2 separate regions of the Sus scrofa genome follow, and region 2 is linked to region 1. Evidence: chromatin contacts called from public Hi-C data. All regions are on one chromosome and are shown on one strand. The core of a region is the stretch at or near the end of the contact, and the rest is flanking DNA. Distances in the headings are between cores, read along the strand shown. Region 1 has its middle 10 kb from the start of PDE6H. Region 2 holds the start of WBP11 (WW domain-binding protein 11).

Region 1 (4,798 bases), core at 1,555-4,054:
TTTCAAGCAGCTGTTCCGTTTGACAGCTGTTCTTTAGGTCTGCCCTTGCTTGTCCCAACGGAAGGGTGTGCCTTTCTCTTAAGGACACCCATGCTCTTCTCCAGCTGAGAGACACTGGGCTTACTTTGCAAATATTTCTCTAAATGTGAGGCAATAATACGCAATAGTAATAACTGGACACAAGAGAATGCATCCAAAGGAGCATAGCCAATGGCCAGGATGGAGAAAGATCTAGAAACCAGGCTATGTGAACTGTGGAAGGAATGCATGATATTTAGTCTGGAAGAGAAAATGATCATTGCCAGCAAATTTTTGAGAAGTTGTAATGAACAGGAGGAAGCAGACCTCTTTCATGTAGCATTCTAGTACTTGGTGGTAGCTAAAATAGGTATAATTTATTTCTCTTTTCTAGTTTTTAAAAAAATAAATTAATTCATTTATTTTTTCTTTTTAGGGCCATACCTGTGGTATATGGAAATTCCCAGGCTAGGGGTTGAATCGGAGCTGGAACTGCCAGCCTACATCACAGCCACAGCAACACAGGACCCAAGCCACATCTGTGACCTACACTGAAGCTTGTGGCAATGCCAGATCCTTAACCCACTGAGCAAGGCCAGGGATTGAACCTGTATCCTCATGGATGCTAGTCGTGTTCCTAAGCAAATGAGTCACAGTGGGAACTCTTACCTTTTCCAGTTTTATTGAAATATAAGTGACATTCAGCACTATGTAAGTTTCAGGTATACAGCATTCAGATTTGACTTACATACATCATGAAATGATTACCTCAGTAAGTTTGGTGAATAGCCATCACCTCATATAGATAGAAAATTAAAGAAATAGAAAAAAATGCTTTTCTTGTGATGAGAACACAGAATTTACTCTCTTAACTTTCATACATATCAAACAGCGGCATTAATTTACCATATTGTACATAATATCCCTCGTACTAATTTAGCTTTTGCCGCAAGTTGGTACCTTTTCACCACCTTCATCCATTTCACTCTCCCCAACCACAAACCTGAGCTATTTTTTCTACAAGTTTATTTGCTTGTTGGCTTGATTTTGAAGTATATTTGACCTATGACACTACATTACACAACATGGTATAGAATAGATATAATTTGAAGCTCATTCAAACTCTAGAATTTCTTTTTTCCTATTCCTAAATTCCAATTCTTTCTCTTCTATTATTTTTACTCAGAATTAAGACAGCCCTTATTACATAAACAGCATCCATGAAAGAGACAAAGGTAGATTATGGTCCCCATCAAAATCCTGGAAGCAGAGATCCCATACTCAGGGTTATCGAGGAAGTTTTAACAAAGGGAATTTTTACAAAGGCATGGGAAGGGTTGAGGAGAACCTACAAAGGATTGCAAGGATAACTTGAGTATAGCAAGAATGTAGATCAATCAACTTAGATCCAGTGGAACCCCAGTAGGTCAGCTCCAAGAAGGGGCCCCCCTGAGAGGGTGCTGGCCTTCAGCAGAGATACACAGCCAACCCACAGAGGATAGTCAGGAGGGGCATGGATGAGGCTAATCAATACTCCCCCAATGTTCTCCCACTCTCTCCTCTTCCGTTGATGCCTCCCATTGGATAAACCCAACCGGAAGTTGGAAGGCAAAGAAGCCCATTGATGCGGTCAGTAGGGTTTATCCGCAACACCAAAGATCAGGGAGACGGAGGTGGAGAGTGGATGTGAAGGGGCAAACTGGAAACATCTGGCATAGCAACAGTGTGAGAATTAACATATGCCTTTTCCATCAAAGGAAGTCTTGGTTACTCCATTTTGTTCCTGCTTTGTCTGAGACACCCTCCTCCACCCCCCTCTTTCCCAACTTGTTTCAAATTAGCCAACCGAGAAGAATGTGCGCCCTGACCTGACAATGGGAAGGGGACAGGTATGCCACCTGCCTTAGGGGTAAATGGGAGGGGTCTTCCCTCTATGGCATGCTTTGTGGGCACTCACGCCCTTCTGCAGAAGTAAAGAGCCTTGTGGAGATCTCCCCGTGTTCATGTGTCTCAGTTTCGAGCACTGATGATCCGAGCCAGAATGACTTTTCCCCAACAACAGTTTCAAAGAGCAGACACAGTTCGTTAGCCAGTGGTCTTCGCTCAGAGCTGGGAAATAGCATGGGTGTATTTAAAACCTCCAAAAGGAGGTGCTAAGGTAAACCCCAGAAGTGGAGGATGCGCAATGTTAAAAGGGAAGAATAAATAGGAAGAACACCATAGACGAAAGGGAACAATTGCAGAAGGGAATTGTTTTTTGAAATCTTTTGAAATCTTCCTCACACTTTCCACTGAGAATCTCTTGTGAAAAAACATACAAAATGTGGGCTCCACCCAGGTTTTCTGAATCAAGGAAAAGATCTTGGAATCAGTATTTTTAATGAGTCCCCACTGATTCTTATATTCGCGCCAGCTTGAAAACACGGGATGTAGTTCAAGCCTACATTTTAAACCTTGGGAATCAGCTACTTCTTAACCTGTTGCCACCCGGTGACCGATTTAACTGGTTTTGCTTGCCCCCATTAAAGTATGTAATCCATGGGAGAACAGGGGCTGACATTCATGTGTTCTGACACTCCCTGTAAAAGAGACATTGCCTCCCTCCTCCACACCTAACCTAATTAAATGCTTCTTCAGTTGCAGAGAGTGTCAGGGAGTTCAGCATCTAAGTGTGGGACTGATTCCAAGAAGCGAGGGCCAAATAGGCACCATTATTCTTGGGGCTGACCTCTTACCATTTCCCTCCCTCATAATAGCACCGTCACTCCCTGTCCTCATCTGCCTCCTCATCTGCAGGAGCGGGGGAACCAAGGAGCGAGGGAGCCTCTTCTGGGCAGATGGAGGCAATGACCTGCCTTTATCCTCCTCCCCTTTCCTGTTTGTTTGCATAGGTGGGTAGGAGTTGGGGGTGATGATGCTTATGATGTAGGCTCCTAGCCGCACAGTCAGAGCAGAAAAACAGTATGAAAGGAGAAAATGCTCCTCTGGTGTGCACACCTGAGGCAAACAGACATAATAGCTATGACGCAACTGCCACTGTGCCATCGACCTTGATTATGAGAAAAGCAAGAATCACCATATACTGAGGAAAGGAGAGCATGTTCTCAACAACCAGAGCTGTGATGGGAAAAGATACACAGACAAGAGTAATCAATAGATCCAATATTCAGTGCAAAAGGAAAAATAATCACGCCAGACTGAATCACAGAAAAATGAATATTATGAGAACTAAGCAAATAAGACACGGAATTATTCCTTATTTTATAGCAATTATTTATTTATTTATTTATTTATTATAGCTGGTTTGCAGTGTTCTGTCAATTTTCTGCTATACAGCATGGTGACCCAGTTACACATGCAAGTATACAATCTTTTTTCTCACATTATCATGCTCCATCACACATGACTAGACATAGTTCCCAGTACTATGAATTATTTCAAAGAGAGAAACAGAAGAAGGCTTATGTTTTATAACAGGCTAAATGGGAAACTTATACAGGTCACAAAATCATGTGTTTGTATAAACTGGCATGTGCTTTTTGCAACTTGAACTGCTTGGCTTTCTCCATACTTCACCAGGACAGGATCAGGCTGCTGAATATTGAAATTTAAAAGCAAGAATTGGAGTTCCCATTGTGGCGCAGTGGTTAACGAATCTGACTAGGAACCATGAGGCTGCAGGTTCGATCCCTGGCCTTGCTCAGTAGGTTAAGGATCTGGCGTTGCTGTGAGCTGTAGTGTAGGTCACAGATGCAGCTCGGATTCTGCGTTGCTGTGGCTCTGGTGTAGGCTGGTGGCTACAGCTCCGATTGGACCCCTAGCCTGGAAACCTCCATATGCCGAGGGAGCGGCCCTAGAAAAGATAGATAAATAAATAAATAAAAGCAAGAATCACGTGGACAGTTGTCCACACCAGTCCCACCATCTCCTTGGGGCAAAACAGTCAGGAGGCCTGGGTTCTGCCCGTTTCTGCTATACAGCACCGGCTAGACAAACAGCTAATTCAGTTGTCCTCTTTGGGCTCAAGGTTTGAGAATTAAAGCAATGATACTGGATTAGATAATTGCCCAGGACCCTTCTAGTATAAAACTCTAAAAGTCAAGTTATAAATTTAAACATATTTCATTTATTTTAAATATGATCATATTCGTGGCATGTAGAAGGGATGGAACCGGCACCTCTGCAGTGACTCAAGCTGCTGCAGTCAGATTCTTAACTCATGGTGCCACAGTGGGAACTCCTAAACGTATTTCAAATATAAACACCCCATTCTCTCTACAGCTAGAGGTCCTAGGGCATTGAGCCTGTTTGCAGCCCTTTTCAGAAAGAATGGTGAAGGACTTCCCTCTTCTCCAGGGCTCACTTAAACCAAATCAGGTACAGTACTGCCACCTGCCGTTTTGAACGAGCACTGCATGAGCCCTCGGAAGACCATTTCTATTAGACTTTTGAGTCCATTAAGCTGATTCTGGATTGTTCCCACTTACTGACCAGTTTAAACTGTTATCCTACTTGGCTGTCCATGCTTATCATGTTTGTCCATGCCCAAGATCAAGATGAAAGGAGTAATATAAGTGAACACAGTACAATGTGAGTCGAGGTTCCTTCTAATGCTCTGCATCCATAATCCAATATGACTTGTCTTTAAGAAAAGGGGAATTTAGACACAGACACAGACATACACAGGCAAAATGGCCATGTAATGATAAAGGCAGAGATTGAATGTATCTTGTCATAGCCAAGAAACGCCTGGAACAACTAAAATCTCGATGAAGCAAGG
Region 2 (4,798 bases), core at 1,309-3,808, 200 kb before region 1:
TTAAGAGAGGGAGACAGAAAGAAAATAAAACTTTCAAGTCTTGAACATTAGCATTTTCTCCAATTTAATACAGATAATTCTTTAACGTGGGAGGTTGACCCTGGGCACTGTAGGATTTAGCAGCACTCCTTGATTTTACCCATTAGAGGCCAACAGCACCCTTCCAATTACATCAACCCAAGATGAATCAAGACATTGTTAAGTCCCTCAAAAAATAGCTATGATTCTGAAGAAAAAAGATGCCAAAAAATACTAAACAAAAACTTAAAAACAATTTGTTTAAAATCCCAAATACAAAAAGAAAGCTTTAAGCCAATTCTACTTTGAAAGTCAATCAAATTAGAAATACAGGTGCTACTTTTTTTGGTATGCTTAAAGTTTTAATCATGTGCCCAAGAGAACAATAGGTAATTTTATAACTGATACTTCCTAACACTGCTGATCTCTAAGGCTTAAAATAGACTTCCTAAACCTTGTGATTTTTACCACTTCTCCTCCTTATCATTTCACATTAATGGATACTTACTGGCTTGGTCTGTGGGGTTCATAAATTTTCCACTCTTGGTGGATGATGTTGATCTCCGTCCCATGTTGACAATTTGTACGGTTTACTTGTTTAAAAAAAAAAAAAGCCCAAAACCTAAAAACCTGTAAAGACAAAAAAAAAGAAACAAACAAAAAACCACACTGATTTTTCCTATATTTACAAAATTTCTTTTTATACTGATAAAATTTTCTTCCTACTAAACTCTGAAAAGAAACATTTCTTTGATTGAGACCTTATTCTTTCCCTAGTCTTGACTTTAGTGCCCAGGAAAGATAGTCTCAACTTCCCCAACAGATTCCTATTATTATTTACAAAGGTAATGAGCCTGAAGATCACTATGAATATCAGTTAGTCGTCAGTTAACTTTCTTCTATGGATCACAATACTGACTCATCAATAGAAAAAAAAAAATCAATCAGAAAACGCTTCAACAATATGACATGAACCATGTGCATGAGAAGCTATTAGTTCTTTTCCTATATCCTTCCTGTATTTATAGGCAGGGTGAAAAGGAATAAGAAGGGATGGTGTGTGTGTAAAACTGGGCTCAACGACAAATAGCTCACCCTTGCCTCTTTCATTGGTTTCCTGGCATGTTTTCCCAACACCTCTAAGACAGTAAAAACTCATTAATTTAAGCCTATTTAATGCAGATTTAGAATTCAGATATAATTCTTGACTCTCAAGCAGAAGCTTAAAACATAACTAAAAACACAAATATTCAAAATGAAAGTATATGAGAGCTTCTAAACACATAAACATCAAGATACATATTTTTCTTACTAATATCAACTTGACTTCTGATTTGTATTTTTTTAAGGTCACTGGAAGCGTTAATTGTGTTTGAGGGAAAATACTTTGTAAGTCAAAATTTTAATTAATTTAAGACACTATTACACTATTTCTTCCTGTTATTCCAAATGAATGAGGTTTAACTTTTTGATGCTTGCTCTTGAAAATAATAAAAGGTGGAAAAGAAATCATGAGGTACACTTTTTTAGCAGACCATGTAAGTCCCCCTTCCCTTCATGAAGGTTTTTTTCAGGCAAGTTTATTAGTTAATACCTCTTTCGGCAAGTGTTCAACTGCCTGGATTTCTGCTAAAAAGCTTCAAAACTGTTCCAGTAACAACTAATTCACCCTGTCAAGGGCTTCCTTCTCACAAAAACTGGGAGTGAGGGGCGAAAGGAAGCGGAAACAAGCAAAATTGGTGCAAATACAAGCTCTCGCATCTTTGATGGCTTTATCTTTTCTGCTTTCCTCTCTCAATTACCCTCAGGCTTAGGTGTTGACACTCCTCTCCCCAGCCTGAAGCCTAAAACAGGTACGAAGTACAGAGAATTTTTACAGAAGATGCTGGAGCCTGACTATGCACAAACTACTTTCCTGTCTAAAAGCAGAGGCGATAGAGACATCGGGTCACGGGCTGTTCAGCGGAACTCTCAACCTCCAAAGAGGCTTCAAAGGAACGGAGCCCAGGTCCAACAAGGGGCCAACAGTATTAGCAACTGCCGAAACCATAGCGACGGTTGACCCTGATTCCAGGTATAGACATCACATCAAACCTAAGGCAACCCGGTCAACGTCAGGAGGCTCCGCTGACCAACCCGGGAGAAGTCAGGCGCTTGACCGCCGGACGCTGCTCCGTTCCAGGCTCGGGGATCCCCTAGTTCCCGGTCTGGTAGACGCTAACCGCGAAAAGGAAAAGCGGGGGCACAGGGGCCTGGCGTTCCCGGGGCAACCGCGCGGGCCCCAGGAAGGGACCCGAAGGATGAAGAACCACAGGGGAACGATCCCGCACACTCACACCTCTGCTGGGCTCCTGGGGCTGTGAGAAGCGGGGAGGGGACGATTCTTGGCCTGTTTGACTTCGCAGAGGCCTTCACCTCTGCCTCTCGGTCAGCCACCCAGCCACCGCCATCTTGAAACCTCGCGCCCCTCCGCCATCCTTACGTCACTTCCTCTCCATACGGGCCGACAATCTCATCGTTTCGGCGCCCTGAAACCATAGAGAGTAACCGACAACTCCAGGACCAGAGTCTCTTCCGCTGGAGTACAGTACCGAATTGGTTGGTCGGGGCTGAGAGCCCGCCCTCATTACTCAGTGCAGTGCATGTTGATTGACACTCCTATAGCCCAGTTAAGAATAAGAAAATTAAGCGGGTGGGATATATGATTGGCTGATGCGACGACAGTCCTACCCTCAGGCATTCTGACCTAATTTCCGGGATCCGCATTTATTTCACCGCCTGAGGCGGGCGGAATCCGGATGGGGAAGTTTAGCGCCGTTTGTGTTACCGGGGATTGTGTTTCTGTAGTTTCTTTGATCATGACCAGCGCTTGCCGTCTTTTGAGAGTTTCTGTTTAAAAAAGAATCCCGGGCGTTCCTGTCGTGGCTCAGTGGTTAACGAATCCGAGTAGGAACCATGAGGTTGCGGGTTCGATCCCTGGCTTTGCTCAGTGGGTTAAGAATCCGGTGTTGCCGTGAGCGTGGTGTAGGTCACAGACGCGGCGCCGATCCCGCCTTGCTGTGGTTCTGGCGTAGGCTGGGCCGCTATAGCTCCGATCTCCCATTCGGAGCCTGGGAACCTCCATATGCCGCGGGAGCGGCCCAAGAAATGGCAAAAAAGACAAAAATAAATAAATAAAATGAAATAAAAAAGAATCCCCCAAGAACACTTCTTGCTGTGCTTGATGCACTTGCCTAACGTGGTGTGCGCCTGGAAATTCAGTAGTTTTTACACAGACCATTTGTAGACCTGAGCAAATCGGTGCCCATATCAGAGTCCCAGATTGCTGCAGGACTATTTTTCTTTGAAGAGGGAACGTGGGGTACATGTACAGTCAGTTTTAAGTTTACGAGTTGTGAGATTGATTTATGTCAGCTCTTTTCTGCTCTTTTCATTCACCAAAAATCCTTTATGATGTCACTGTGCTAACGGACTTAGTTCCTTAGGTCTAATCTCAGTCCTTTTCCTTCGCTTTTATGGGCTCTTTATCTGAGAGTCCTCCCATATCTTTTCCTTTTAAAGGTAAGTTTAAATATTTAAGAAAATATAAGGACACCTTGGTTATTTCTCCCCTTAATCTTTCCCTTATAGGGAAATGTTAACACAGGCCAAGTCTTATTATCGGTTATAAATATGCCAAAATCTTGACGGAGGTATATAATTAACTTTTAGAGAGTATTTAAATAGGCATTTAACCTGTAAAGTCGGTCCCTTATCTAAAGGAACTCTTGCTTTAGAAAACACTTGATTTGGTTTTAGTCTGAATTTTGAGTCCCAGAAGAACAGTTAGTTACAAGATACATGTTTATAAATCAGGTAAAAAACATGAGATAAAACTTAATTTTGAAGGTGAACTAAATTGTGATATTTTGCAACTAATTTAAAAAAGCAGTGACAGAAGAGAAAGAACACGAAGAGTACACTTGAAAAACTATTTCATCTGGCTTTAATTTTTGAGGTATGTTGAACTTTTAAAATTACACAAGACATTTCTTGTACTTCAATGCAAGAATCAAGTATAACAAACACACTCTTGCATCAATAACTTTTAAAATAATTTTGTAAGTCTCAACGGGGGAGTTATTGGCATCTGCAGAAATTCACTCGAACCATTAAGCCTCCATAGCCTTGGATTTTCCTGAAATTAGGTAATGAAATGGATCACCTGAAGTTTTATAGAGCAAGGGAAGCTTCTTCCTTTTTGCTAGTATTGAAAATGAAGTTTCATTTTTCTGAAAACTCAAATAATAAATTACAAGTTTCCTGTAAATGACAAATTCTTAAAAGAGTAGCAAGTTCCTCTCCTGCACCCTAAATTCTCCCTCTCTCTCTATAAACGCCATGTATACATATACACACACATTTATGTACATGCATATAGTATATGTGTGTGGAAAAAAATATATATATGGTTTTCTTGTTTTTTAAATATTACAGAGTGTGTAAATACTCACTTGAGGTGTATTTAATCATCACATCACAGATGGTCAGGGTTGATTGCAATTAGAGAAATAACTTTTTCTTTTATACTTTTGTCTTTTAAAAATTCATCCAGATTACAGTGTGTAGTTAGGAGACGTTTACAGAACTCTTGGCTCCTTTTATCATCGAAGTCAGTTGTTACAAACCATATTTCGATCTCTTCCAGTTTACAGAAAAATGAATTTAAATTGATGGCCAAAATTACGGTAGTATTTCTATTCCATCTGAAGGCCCAGGGTTTGTGTGTTTAGGCAGAAGT

Evidence for each region. Hi-C and Micro-C count contacts between places; a contact is called where the count stands out from the background.
Region 2: a Hi-C map of retroperitoneal adipose tissue shows a contact between it and region 1, with 2.7 times the contacts expected there. A contact is called at or near these places in 4 of 5 promoter capture datasets (fetal liver, liver and skeletal muscle), 24 of 47 Hi-C or Micro-C datasets (adipocytes, alveolar macrophages, blood and 14 more) and 2 of 2 datasets of targeted methods (alveolar macrophages and skeletal muscle).

The regions. Positions count from the first base shown.
Region 1 is chr5:57,548,542-57,553,339 of Sscrofa11.1, reverse strand. No RefSeq gene overlaps it. Among named protein-coding and RNA genes, the nearest start is that of PDE6H, 10 kb to the left of the region's middle.
Region 2 is chr5:57,747,708-57,752,505 of Sscrofa11.1, reverse strand. WBP11 (WW domain-binding protein 11) reads right to left here and starts at 2,558. Exons shown (of 12, transcript XM_003481683.4): 1 at 2,355-2,558; 2 at 527-648. The coding sequence starts at 590. SMCO3 (single-pass membrane and coiled-coil domain-containing protein 3) reads right to left here. Exons shown (of 2, transcript XM_003126459.4): 2 at 3,987-4,798.